Linked DNA regions of Zea mays: region 2 is linked to region 1. The links are chromatin contacts, called in public Hi-C maps. All regions are on one chromosome and are shown on one strand. The core of a region is the stretch at or near the end of the contact, and the rest is flanking DNA. Distances in the headings are between cores, read along the strand shown. Region 1 holds the start of LOC100285323 (thioredoxin-like 2). Region 2 holds the start of LOC100281161.

The links. A called contact is a pair of places that touch in the nucleus more often than the background predicts.
Region 2: a Hi-C map of bundle sheath shows a contact between it and region 1, with 4 times the contacts expected there. The contact joins the promoter of LOC100281161 here to the promoter of LOC100285323 in region 1. A contact is called at or near these places in 15 of 25 Hi-C or Micro-C datasets (bundle sheath, ear, leaf and 5 more) and 2 of 3 datasets of contacts at active chromatin or transcription factors (leaf and seedling).

The regions. Positions count from the first base shown.
Region 1 is chr5:178,756,092-178,760,110 of Zm-B73-REFERENCE-NAM-5.0, forward strand. It overlaps LOC100285323 (thioredoxin-like 2), which reads right to left and starts at 1,754. Exons shown (of 3, transcript NM_001158216.2): 1 at 1,275-1,754; 2 at 992-1,170; 3 at 367-729. The coding sequence starts at 1,733. The coding sequence ends at 711. It overlaps LOC100280394 (putative protein phosphatase 2C family protein), which reads right to left. Exons shown (of 9, transcript NM_001153317.1): 9 at 3,484-4,019. It also overlaps a transcript of LOC100303836 not described here.
Region 2 is chr5:178,903,583-178,907,601 of Zm-B73-REFERENCE-NAM-5.0, forward strand. It overlaps LOC100281161, which reads right to left and starts at 1,808. Exons shown (of 5, transcript NM_001367785.1): 1 at 1,673-1,808; 2 at 1,489-1,558; 3 at 697-1,348. The coding sequence starts at 1,806.

The DNA of each region.
Region 1 (4,019 bases), core at 504-3,003:
GGGTAGGTGGTTTGTTCATGAAAATCGCAGAACCAACGGTGGTAATGCACACAGGTTTGCTAGAAGCTCTTTAATTAGCAGCACTTGTATGGTTTTCGTCACTACCTACCTACCAGATGGTGTTTGTAATTTTATTCCCGAACAACTAAACGAATGTAGGTGTGTTATAAAAAAAAATTTATTTACGTTTAAAAGGAAAACAGTACTGGATCAACTGATCTTGTATAGCTTGACTTGACTGGATCCACGAGACCAATGAAGAACAGTTTCATTCTCAGTATCTGTATTTTTGAAGCGGCTGGAATCATAACTGTCTAATTATCAAACTTTCCGTATAATTAAACTATCAAGACTCATGCAAACCTCTCAAAAAATGTATTGATGTACTTTGTTATTTACTCTCCCGATATATCAAATTTTATAGGTTCTAATTTGCGTCCTGCACAGTTCCGTTCGAGATACGGCGTACAAGATAAGTGCTCATGTTTGATTCAGAAACTATACATCATCTCGTATTACAGATAGTGGTACATTGATCCAGATTCATGATATACTGCTGGTGGTAGCTCACACATCCCAAATGCTGGGATAGGTGTATAAACTCCAATCTCCAAACAATCCTGTGGTGCTGTTGTGCATGATATCTCTGATTCAGCAGGCTATCTGCACCCTCGAGGAAACTGATGTCCACCACTGGAGTGGAAATGGAATCACTCCTGCTGCTCTTCCCTGCGAGGGAAATGGAAATGTCAGCTCGACTCGAATTCTTACAACAGCTGCAAAAGCGTAGCGATGTGTTCATGTTCAGAGAGAGAGAAAATGCGTCCCTTCGATCGTTGATCGTTGATCGACACTTATCCACACTCAGCTACATATTCGGGGAAAAAAAAATCTTCACATCTTAGTCGTTGAGATCGTTGGTTCAAGATCGGGTTCTGAATTCTGATGGTATCTTTGTCAAATCAAAGCATATCAGAGAGTGGTGACTTACTCAGGTTCTGGTTCTGGCTCGACCGAGGTGTACTTCCGGATGACGGCAATGATCCTCTCCTTGTCCCTCGTTGGGAACGACTCCACCAGCACCCCGTCCACGTAGAAATGGAAGAGCGGCACGATCTTGATGCGCAGCCGGTCCGCCACCTCCGACTGCTCGTCGTACTCGTCGATCACCTGCACCATCCGCGGCGCGGCATTACCCCCAAATCAACCACGCGTGTTGCGTTGCATCCCGATTATATGCTGCACACAGCAATAGCCTGTGAGTGTGTACGGACGTTGTGCTTGAGGAATACGACGGGAGCGCCGTCGTCGCCGGACCCCTTGCAGAGGCGCGTGAAGGCCTTCTCGATGTACTTGCAGCTGCCGCAGGAGGGCCGGTAGAAGTCCACCACCACCAGAGCGCCCGTGGCCCTGGACCGGTTCAGGTGGCGCTGGAACTCCTCGTCCGTCTTGAACTCCGTCACGCAGTCCACGGGGCACAGCTCCTCCTCCTCCTCCACAGGGGGCAGGCCCGGGAGGGACCCGTTCGTACTCCCGCCCGCCGCTTCTCCTTCTCCTTCTTCGCTGCTGCTGCTGCTGCTCTCAGTCGCGGCGGCGGCCAAGCGGCGGCGCCGGCTGAGGGTGATCCTTGGAAAGGGAAGGAGGGTGGCGGTGGCGGGACGGGAGCGGGAGGCGGCGCTGGAGGGGAGGACGAAGACGGAGGAGCGGAGCGGGAGGAAGGAGGAGACGATCATGGCTGCATTCTAGTGGTACGTGTGCGTCGATAACTCGAGGGGCCTGTGGATATTGCTACTTTACAAAAACTTTTTTTTTTATTCTGGGTTCGAAGGGAGAAAAAGGACCTCCATGTGGCTGGATTTCTTTACAGGAACTCAGGAAGCAGATACGCCCTTTTTTGCACAATGGAATTTGGCAGACCTGTTGACATTGAAGCATTCAAGCATGGCTTGACTGTTGAATGTTTCGATTTGACAGAATTAGGGGTGTTTGAATGTACCAAAGCTAATAATTAGTGGATAAAATTAGTTAGAGACATCTAAACAGACTAGCTAATAATTTAATTTTTGACTAATTTTAATAAATTAGTTAATATTTAGCTAACTAATTCCATTAGCAATTTTTCAATCAACTAACTATTAGCTCTAGAGTATTAAAATGCTCATCACTCTAAAATGAGATTTCAAAATTTTACAAATATGATTTATTTTTAAGTATCTATGTCTATATACTCGATAAGCACCTATAGTGAAGAGTTTCTTTTGTCCTGCTTTTTTTATTTACTCAAACTCTTATTTAACCTAGACTTATAACCCATACTCTACGAGTTATAAAAACTCACGTCCATATTATATGATTAACCAAGTTATAACAACTCGCATATATCGATGTAGAGAATTTGATTTCATATGCGCTTTGTAAACTCATATGTGACTCAAACTCATGATATTCACTCAAAACAACTCGTCTATCGTGATAAGTAGTAAGTCCAATACATATTATTCCGTTACAATGCAAAGACACGTTTATTAGTAAAGTACAATTTTACTTTTTCTAAATGATACATTATAGACTTGTAGTAGATAGAAATTTTTTGCAGCCTTAGTTTTCATTTTGGTCATTAGTCTTCTGATGGAATAGAGACATGTTTGCATCATTCTGCATATGGAGTATTTTCGACTAAACTGCGTACACTATATTGGTATGTCTCCAACATCTTACTTATCTTATCTCTCAAACTTTACTCTATAAACAGTATAATCTACATTACAAAACAGTATTTTACAGTTTACACGAACATACACAATCTTCTAGAGACAGCCTTAAGCATACTTTTGGCTGGGGAATCTCTCGTGCAGAAACATTTTTCATACTCAGAACTATAAGACATTATTACAAATTATAAAATAAAGAGTAAAATACATTGTCGGCCCCTAAACTTATAGTGTTATATCATCCCGATCCCTAAACTCTAGAAGTACACGGTTAAAGTCTCCAAACTTAAAGTTGTATCTCCAAACTCTTAACATACATATTTCTAATCCCTATACTTCTAGGTTGTGTATCGTCTAGGTACATAAAATTGTTTTTACTGTTATCACAGATTCAAATAGTTTTGACTTTTGATTACACTAAAAATAAATTTAGAATTTAGAGACCTAAATGACACAACCATACAAGTATAAGAATTGAAATGTGCATATTAAAAGTTTAGAGATAAGGACGATGCAATTTCACAAATTTAAAGACTTTAAATGTGCACTTTGAAAGTTTTAGGACTGGAATGACATAACGCTACAAGTTTAGAGTGTATTTTACTCTAAAATAAAATATACAAAAAGGGTCAGTGACACTTCGAGTGACTCAAGCAAGTCTACCATCCACATTTATTAGAACAATTTCTTTCCTCCAATTGAGACACCAATTGATTTTCATCCAAGTAATGACGAAACAGATCTGTCTTGTTAGCAAGATTTTGTACATTGTACATGACAACTAATGTCTTACTGATGAATCACAGCTGCTTGAAAGAATATTTTAGATGACAATTACATTGGTGTCAGCGAAGGCTGGACCTCAGCAGGACTGATAATACTAAGGTCTCTAGCCATAAATTAAGGCTAGCTCGAACGGGGAAGAATTGATGTAAGCGCCTAGTTCTAATTCAGAAACAGTGCCATAGCTATTTGTCAGAACTCTATAAGAAGATCGTCGCAGCAATGGACCTTAGAATATACAAGCCATATCATTTTGGCATCGTTAATCTTTCAACCTGTATGTGCCATCAAGGTCAAAGGGCTGAGTAAAGCTGCCTACATTCCTGGGCAAGGACCTTGCTGAGGACAAGGCATGCTCCTCACTTGGGATGAGAGCTATAAGCAGCAGCCACCTCCACAGTAGCAATTCAATACTTCAATCTAGTTCTAGATCAGAACTCCCAGATATTACATGTGAATGTGATCAAGGAAGTGCCACAACAGAAGAAATGCTGCAAAATGGTGGTGCTGGGGTGTTGCTGGTCA
Region 2 (4,019 bases), core at 558-3,057, 150 kb after region 1:
TCTCCCTCCAAATAGAATGGAAAGGACGATGTGACGGCTTGCCACTCAGAGCGTTGTGGCTCCAACATTCCAACATCAACGAAACCGCCAATGAAAACAACAGCTGGCGTAATTTGCACTGGTTCTGAAAGCTAATGGAACTGGAAGGCTAGTTTAATTTTATCTCGTTTTCATGTAGAAGTTGAATAAAAAAATTTCTACCGTTTGGTTTCACGGGATTCATCAAATTGATTTGGTACCAAATTAAGGGGAAGACACACATATATGGTGACCAGGAGTGAAGCCGGGGCCCAGCTTCACTGTCGACGGCAGCTCATGTGATTGTGCCAGTGTCTTGGGCTCTTGGCACAGCTTGAACAATGCACACTGTGCTCCACTGTTCATGACACTTGCGCCATAAAACTATTTTGTTTTTTGTTTTCCCTCACATGCATGCGCGCAGATAAGAATGTTGTTTTCTCGACAGGGAGGAACATTGAACGGTACTAATAATCCGTGCTGCACTCATGTAGCTGGATCAGTACGTGAATGGTCCATCGATCTAGCTGTTAGCTAGCTAGTACTAGTACTAATCAGAGTTTTTTTTTGTGTGTGTGTGGAAGGAGATACTAATTGGAGATAATACCTTCTTAAACATGAGCATTAATATAAGATACAGTGTGATTAAGCTAGCGGTCGATCGCTATGGTACGGTACCTTTGACCTTGATGGCGGTGACGACGCGCACGAAGTGGTCGATCCGGAGCATGGACACGTCCTCGAACCACCAGTCCGGCGGCGGCACGGCCTGCCGGCTCGGGCTCGACTCCTTGGAGTCCCCGCCGCCGCCGCCGAGGTTCCACCGGGGGCTCGCCGTGCCGCCGCCGGCGCCTGCCCTGGTGGTCGGCATCGGCCTCCCCCCACCGCCGCCGGTGTAGGCCCAGCGCACGCCCCGCGGGTTGGCGCAGGCCTTCCAGGCGATGGACTCGCTGCAGCGGCGCACGATCTGCAGGTTCTCGGCCCAGGGCGAGAGGCCCTCGCAGGTCTTGAGCACCACGATGGAGTCCCGCCACGACGACAGCACCACGTAGCTGAGGAACGCCTCCGTCTTGAAGATGAGGTTGCCTTCCTCCAGCTCCTCCGTCATCTCCAGGTACTCGGCGGCGCAGCGCAGCCCCGAGATGTTGCCCGCCGTCAGGTCCACCGCCATGCCGTAGCAGAACCGCGCCGCCAGCTCGAACGAGTCCGCGCCGCCCGGGACGTCGTCCAGCTCCACCACCACCGCCGCCGCCGCGCCCGAGTCCGGGGCCGCCGCCGCCGTCTCGTAGATCACGCGGCTCATCCGCCCGCTCCGGGAGATCATCGGGTACTGCGGGCATCAGGGGTGCAGGCGCGCGCGCGTGCGCATGCATATATTGGATATGAATATGATCGTGTGGTTGCAGCTAGCACGACGTACGGGAACAATAAATTATGAAATAATTAACAAAGCCACTAGCAGCTAGCTACCTTGTGAAGGTGGAAGCTAACATCTCCAACTTTGACAAGCAAATCGCTGGGAATATCGCTGTTTACATACCTGCTCAAAATCATTCGCTCGGAACGGTGAACATCAACTTTAATTAATTAGCACTAAAATTATATACATGGATGAACGAAGTATATAGCTAGCTAGCTAGCTAGCTAGATGTACCAGGACTGGTCTCTTCGAACAAAGCCGTCGTTCTTGAGCGCTGCCTCGTACCGGCCCGAGGAGCCGCCGCCGCCGACAGGGACGAGCCCGCGCTCGCGCTCACCGGCATGGCAATCGCCCTCTGACTCCCACATCGTCTTCAATCGACGCTCGCCTCGCCTTGACTGAACGACTACAGAAGCTTGTGTGTGTGCGTGTATATAGCTCTCTCCGGGGTGCTCTCTCTCTCTCTCTCTCTATATGATATTCATGAAAAGAAATGGACAGACGAGCAAACTTGTCATTACTACTGCCTTCATTTGGTTCCAGATAAGAAGTCATTTTTTTAGTTAAAATATCTCTAATTTGACCAACACACTATAAAAATTGCATTGACAAAGGTCAAATCGGAGATACTTTAGCTTTCAAAAAATATTAAATGACTTATGATTTAGAAATTTAAATGGATTATAACTTAGAGTGGATGAAGTAAGGTAGTCCAATTTAAGAAACTAAAATGGTTACTTCATATGGAAACTGCGCGAGTGCACGCGGATGGGAGATGATGAATAAGCAGCAGCACTGCAGCAGGGTACTGCAGCCGTCCTGCTCTCGTTGTCGTTGCAACTGTGTATGTAGTACTCCCTCCCCTTCCTTGAAAATGTAGTTAAATTTTAAAGTATTTGATTTCGTAAAAGTACAAGATGTATACATGTTTTACGATGGTGGAAAGTAGGTGTTGATTTACGATTGACAATACCAGCAGCGGCTGATGCTGCTGCTAGCCACTCGCTATATGGCAGTGGAGAAGCGACTTCCATACAAAAGGAGCACTATTTTTTTTTGACAACGGGAAACCCCCTATTTCATTAAAAAATAGAAACCGATCACAGTTCTTACAAAATTCCCGACTTAACCAACAACTGCAAGCCGATAAGCCTACTACATTATCAGCTACGCAGTGTTATAAAATCCAACTGAAGGAACATAGCAAACCAGAAGTAATCTGAAAGACTAACAGTCATCTATGGAGATCAACTAGGGACAGTTCCCAAAAGCAGCCTGACCCGCCAATACCAGCGACGACTAAAGCTAGTTTTTATCTACCAAAGCAGATAAGCTGAATACATCCAAGAACAAAAAGATGCATAAGCAGCAGCAAAATGTCACTGGAGGCGTCTATCGACCGGCTTCCAACCATATATTTTAATTACATCATTTTTTATGATAGTAATCATGTTTAAGCTGCTTAACATGATTATTAGGTATTATTGTAGTACAAATATCATAAAAAATGATAAATAAATATTAAATAACTTGCTTATAATGTATAGGGGAATGGTTGAAGATGGAGAGGTCTAAGATGTAATAAGATATAATAGAAAGTATAGGTAAAGGGAGATGAATATGGGGAATAGCTCGTGATATAACCCGAGCTGGACTTCTACTCCCTCTGTCATAAAATAAATCTACATATCTCGCATTTGAAAACAGTTAAATAATCTAAACTTCGATCAAATATATGTTAAAACTATTAATATTCATGGTGCTAGCTATATAGTCACTATTGAATTAACGGCATCATATCTTTTATAGTAACGGACGTACAGATATCGATACTGATATCTATAAATATAATTAAAGTTGAGGTTGATTATTTTGTCGAAATATGAAATAAAGACTTTTTCTTTTTGAAGGGAGGCTAGCCAGCAATAGCAAGCAAGTAGAGGGTGGCCGGATGGATATAGGCCGGCGGGAGAGAGGAGAGGGGGAATAGGTGTGTATCTCGGTTGGTTGGTGCTGCTGATTATTGGATCTGGATCGTACGTCGCGCGAGCGAGTGCGGGCGCCGGTCGTCGATCGATCGTAGGCTCATAGGTTATGGGGCCGTGGTTCGTCGAGGAGCTAGCGATGGAGAGAGCACATGGGGTGTTTTGCTCTCGGCGTTGGACGACCTAGCGAGCTGCTCCTGATAGCACGTACTCGGATATGGTGGTCACCGCGCTCACCACCAGGCACCAGCTGCCTGCTTCTCCTCCTCGTCGTTACCTGCAGACAAATAGGTAGCCAGCAGATCGAGAGGTCTCGGATCAGCCGCTCTCCGGTATATGCGCTCCATCGCTAATCTGTTTAGCCTCCCAACAAGCAAGGATTATACATTGCTTCGCGCGCCTTGCTTCGTGCCATCATATGAATACAGTACCAAAATCCGACTCGAGTACTTTGCGCTTTACCGAGTGATAAAACAATTCTTTATTATATAAAGTTTATTCACTAATTTTAAAACATATAATTTTTACAACTTATAGCAAACAAGCAACCCTAACTTTTAGCAGCCTAAGTTATTTTCGATGGCCACGTGGAAACC